Linked DNA regions of Mus musculus: region 2 is linked to region 1. Evidence: chromatin contacts called from public promoter capture Hi-C data. All regions are on one chromosome and are shown on one strand. Each heading gives the region's core, a stretch centred on a gene start, on an enhancer-like site or on the middle of the called end of the contact. The rest is flanking DNA. Distances are from core to core; before and after follow the strand shown.

Evidence for each region. Promoter capture Hi-C pulls out the DNA fragments that hold promoters and counts their contacts.
Region 2: a contact with region 1 is called in a promoter capture Hi-C map of hippocampal neurons, with 2.6 times the contacts expected there. The contact joins the promoter of Flad1 here to the promoter of Rit1 in region 1. A contact is called at or near these places in 2 of 39 promoter capture datasets (hippocampal neurons and liver).

Annotation. Positions count from the first base shown.
Region 1 is chr3:88,715,513-88,718,267 of GRCm38.p6, forward strand. Rit1 (Ras-like without CAAX 1) reads left to right here and starts at 1,342. Exons shown (of 6, transcript NM_009069.4): 1 at 1,342-1,445; 2 at 1,814-1,958; 3 at 2,090-2,146. The coding sequence starts at 1,853.
Region 2 is chr3:89,410,565-89,413,319 of GRCm38.p6, forward strand. Flad1 (flavin adenine dinucleotide synthetase 1) reads right to left here and starts at 1,317. Exons shown (of 8, transcript NM_177041.4): 1 at 1,220-1,317; 2 at 594-816. The coding sequence starts at 680.

The sequences.
Region 1 (2,755 bases), core at 92-2,591:
TGCTTTTTAAAAAGGTGTATTTATTCATATGTATGTTTTTGCTTATGTGTATATATGTGCACCATTTGTATTCCTGATGCCTGCAAATGGTCAGAAGAGGGTTGTGGATCCCCTGAAACTGGATGGTTGTGGGCCACTGTGTGGGTGCTAGCGACTGAATCCAGAAGCAAGAAGTGTTTTTTGTTTTTTTTTAAAGATTTATTTTGTTAATATATGTAAGTACACTGTAGCTGTCCTCAGACACTCCAGAAGAGGGAATCAGATCCTGTTGCGGATGGTTGTGAGCCACCATGTGGTTGCTGGGATTTGAACTCTGGACCTTCGGAAGAGCAGTCGGGTGCTCTTACCCACTGAGCCATCTCACCAGCCCCCGCAAGGAGTGTTTTTAACTACTGATAATCTCTCCTGAGCTCTGCTTTTAAGACAGGGTTTCATGTAACCCAATGTCGAATTTAGCTGGTATCCAAGGTGGCCCTTGTACTGCTTGGCACAGACACCTTCCAAATGCTTGGTTTATATGGATGTGCTTGCATCCTATCTGACTTGTATTTGTCTTAATAATTTTAAAATTTAAAATTCTAACTAGAGGGCTGGTGAGATGGCTCAGTGGTTAAGAGCGCCACCTGCTCTTCCGAAGGTCCCGAGTTCAAATCCCAGCAACCACATGGTGGCTCACAACCATCCGTAACGAAATCTGATGCCCTCTTCTGGAGTATCTGAGGACAGCTACAGTGTACTTATATATAATAAATAAATAAATCTTTAAAAAAAAAATTCTAACTAGAATAACTGGATACCGCGATCATCTGGTTTTGGTTTCAAGAGCTTTTGATGTAACAGCGTTTTTGGAAAATGAAGCGCTGCTTTGTAGCAAGTACCATACCTACCCTAATGTAATTCTGTATTTTGGAAAGATTGAGGGGGTGTGGGTTTGTTGTGCTGTACATCTGGTGACAGATATTTTCCCTCTACCAGCAGCAAATAGCCCTAAGTTAATCACTTTAAAAGTATCTGTTCGTGGCTGGAGAGATGGCTTAGGTGTTAAGAGCACTGCTCTTCCAAAGGTCCTGAGTTCAAATTCCAGCAACCACATGGTAGCTCACAACCATCTTAACAAGATCTGACATCCACTTCTGGAGTGTCTGAAGACAGCTACAGTGTACTTACATATAATAAATTAATAAATCTTTAAAAGTATCTGTTCGATTAATATAACATCCATTTTTGTAAGTGCAAGCCTTGAGATTCGTATGTGACCAGAGGGCTTAGCGAGTTAGAGTTAGGCGCGGGGCGGAGCAGAGTATCTGTCAGCTGTGGGGGCGGGGCTCAGGGTCATGCCCCGCCCACCGGCGCCATCTTCCAGGACCCGGGCGGGGCCCTGGGCTGTGGGGCGCAGCTGGGAAAGGAACGCGGGTTACCACCCGGCCTCAAAGCTGGTTTCAGAGGTACAGGCTCAGGTGAACAGGGCGGGGGGGTGACGGTGGCGGGAAAGGTGGTGAAGTGGGGGAGCCACGGCCACCGTGAAAGAACGTGACAGTGTCAGGCAGCGCTCTGCACTCATCCGGCTCCTTCCTACTGGCACGCTGCCTCAATCTGAAGTTTTAAGTTCTTTTTAGTTTTCTGGAAAAAGTAAGTTTGGACATCTATGATCTGTTTTAGGACTGAGACTGATTGTGAAGGGCGAGGATGTAGGGCTTCTTAGCGTTCTGCAATGAGCAGAGTAGGCCATGGTGTTTGGGGACGGAAGAAGGAGGCTCTCACTGTGGCCCACTGTTTCCATCCTGGATTGAATGTTCTGTGCCTTCTCCTCTAGGAGGCCTTTCCCAGGGGCCCAGGACTGCCCCGGAGGACAATGGAGTCCGGAGCTCGCCCCATTGGTAGCAGCTGTAGCAGCCCTGCAGCACTCTCCCGGGAATACAAACTAGTGATGCTGGGTGCCGGTGGAGTTGGGAAGAGTGGTAGGTAACCATTTCTGTTTGCCACACAACGTTTGAAAAGCAACCCAGATGGGTTACTGGCTCTTGTGCAAAATTGATAGCTAAAATACTTCCTGGTCACAGTGTCCTGAGTTGCATCTCTTGTTTTGAAGCCATGACAATGCAGTTCATCAGCCACCGATTCCCAGAAGACCATGACCCCACCATTGGTAAGTCAGCTCCTTGTTTATATTTCCAGATACAGCCTGGGAAAGTATCTCAATAGAGTTAGAGCTTAAAAAGTAATATTTATATCCTAAGCTTGTTTGTGTATGTAATTCATACTTACTTAGAGACCAGAATAAACATTTGAGTATTTATTTTAGACTTCATATGCACATTTATGCTATCTTTAGTCTTCAGATTACATTGGTAGACAAACTGTCTTTTTTATTTAAGGACATATAATGTATTGTTAGATTAAAGGAAAAGTTTAACGACCACTCAATGAAACCTTTTCTTGCTGTCACTGTTCAGGGTCTGACATGAGACTAACCCTGAAGGATGAGTCAGCTGGTTTGAACTTCCACAAAAGGAAGCAGAAAAACAAGTAGAGCCAGCCTGCTGAACTCTTAGAACCAATCTTCCACTTAGAGCTCTTCCTTTATTTCCTTATCCTTGCAGCTCATTATATAGTACTGTCTTCTCCTGTGTCTTTGTCATCTTTGGCTGTCATAGGTTGGTGGAATGCTAGTGGGGTAAATCTGTCTCCCTGACACCCCCACCTGGGGATGGAACCTGAGACTCTAGCCGAGCATACCATGCAAGGGCTCTGCCAC
Region 2 (2,755 bases), core at 67-2,566, 700 kb after region 1:
TGGAGGTTAAGGCATGTATCACTTTGTTCCTAGGACTTTGTAGGCTTGTGATCTGGGGTAAGTTTCCTAACCTCCTTGAGGCTGTTTCATAATTTATAGAGATCTGTAATAAAAACCCCAATTTCATGGAATTTTTGAAGTTTGTAAGGCCACATGTGATATAGTTAAGTGCAGACCAGCCTCTGGTAGACACTAAAAAAGATCAGGGTAACTATTACTGTTGCCAACCCATGCTTGCCACATCCTCTAACAGCACCCTGGCCGTCCAGAATAGAGTCCTTTCTTCTCTTACCTTCCTTCTAGCTCGCCTATCCAGCCTGCTGAGCTTCCTCTACTTGCTGTGCCACCTGTCACTTGTTATGTGGCTACTCTGCCCCCAGTCATACTTCGTAGCAAGTTGTAGGAAAGTTACTACCCATCTTTCAACAGAAACACTCAACCGAAGGGTCACTTTTCCTCCAATGTGTTAGGACTCACTCCAGGGCCGGACTTTGGCAAGAAAGGGGATTCCTACTCCGGTTTCCCTCCTTTCACCGTAAAGAGTCCACGACAATAGAATGCCACACTCTTCCCCTCTTCCGTTCCAGACACACCTTAAGGATCTCATCTCCAACAATGATGATGCCTGCTGTCACGCTGCGCCCTGATCCTGGGGGCAGTTCAGAGGCCCTAGATGCCATGGTCCTGCCCTCTGTGCTCTTTTGCAAGGCTTTCCAGTAGCCACTCAGAACCCCAAATTGGGGCCGTATGTACTGAGAGGCCGCCAGGTCTACAGGATGCAGGAGGCCATACCCTGAGTTCCGGGGTTGAGGGAACCTGGAAGAGCCAGAAAGGACAATGAAGACGTCAGGAGTGTACCTTCTTCCTAGAGGAAGGAAGGCTCAATCTTCTTTAGTCACCCTTACTCCGGCCTCTTTAACATACTCTTAAGCCCCAGGTTCCTAAAAACGTCTCGATTCCTATTCCTTTAAAGTGCCATGTTTTCCCAAGACCTACCACTTTAGATATCTCCGTCTGCCGAGCAGGTTTAAAATTTGCCCTATCTTGGGTATATCTGCACCTTTAAATGTCTCTTCTCTTCGGATCACCTGTCCCTTTAAATGTCTACCTTATTCTGGGCCTTAGGGTCCCTTTAAATGCATTTCTTTCCTCCCTCCGCCAATGACCAGGGCTCAACCTACTTCTGCACCCTTTCTATCCCGAGATCTCTTTTTCTCACCAGGCTTCAGATCACTGATCTCGTATCATCCCACCTCTATTTTGCCCCCTGCACAGGGTCATTCGCTCTTTCCTTTCCGCATGTCCTAGGACAGCTTCCGTACTCAAAGTCCCGCCTTACAATGCTTCATGTTGATTGGTTATTTTGGCTGTCGCTCACTCCTACCAGTGGTTCTATTGGTCTAACCGGCAATCGCTCACGCGCCTCATCGCGGAGCTAGAGGAAATGCTAAGTTGTTATTGGCAACACCATGTAGTCATCACTGTCCGGAAGTAAAAATAGGGGCCTGGCCTTAGCCCATGGAGGGCGGGACTTAAAGTGTTCTGGTACTCGAAGGGAAAATATTGGGAGGTGTTTTAAGGACTGTCGGGTGGGACTGTCGGGTGCTGCTTTGTAGTACTAGAAGAAAATGAAGGTCTGATTCTGTTTCATTCAAATATTAAAAAACAGTTCAGACAGAGCCCCAGTATATAGCCCGGGAAGTAACTTGTTTAAACCGATCAGCCTGGTCTCGAACTGCCTGGGGAGTGGTGGGATTCAAATCATGTGTTACTACACTTCATTGCATCACATTTCTCTTTCTGTCTCTACCCCTCTCTCCTCTTTCGAGATAGGGTTTCTCTGTGTAGCTGGAATTCGCTCTGTAGACCAGGTTTATTAACTCCTCCTGCTTCTGCCTCCCAGGTTCTGGGATTAAAGGCGTGGGCCACCACCGCTTGGCTTTGCCTCTTAAATTTGAGAAGGTGAAGATGGTTTTTCTTTTTTTTTTTTTTTTTCTGAGACAGGGTTTCTCTGTATAGCCCTGGCTGTCCTGGTACTCACTCTGTAGACCAGGCTGGCCTCGAACTCAGAAATCCGCCTGCCTCTGCCTCCCAAATGCTGGGATTAAAGGCGTGGGGAAGGTGAAGATGTTATTAGCATTAACAATGAGGTGTGAGCTGCAGGGTGTGGAACCTTCGTTTGTTTCTAATATAAAGGGAAAAACTACTTAAGCTTCTCTGACTTTAAAATGTAAAAACCCTTTCCTGCCCCACCTGCCTCCAGAACATCACTTCCCAATGATGGGTCCCTGGAGAGAGGGGTACGCAGGAGTACCTTGGACTCACTTTGGGTACTCACAACATTTCATTCCTACTTCAGTGCCCCTCCACCCTTTGCTTTGCTGGGGAAAAATAGCTTAATCATCTGGGTTTTTTTTTTCTTTTTTTTAAAAAAGCTTTTACTATTATTGTATGACTAGGAAGGACAGCAGTGTCCCAGCATGCAAATGGAAGCCAGAGGACAACTTTCTGGAGTCCCTTTTCTTTCACCTTTATGTGGGGCCTAGGATCTATCCCAATTTGGGTGGCGGAGTCTTACTCTTACCTGCTGAACCATCTCGCTATCCCTAGATATTACGATATGTAAATTGTGACCCAGTAGGTTTGGACGGGGTCTGACATCTACATTTCTCCTGGGATTTTCTGTTGTGACTTGGAGGCATGCTAAAACCACAATATCTTTTCAAATAAATATGCTCTCATGACATGTGGCAAA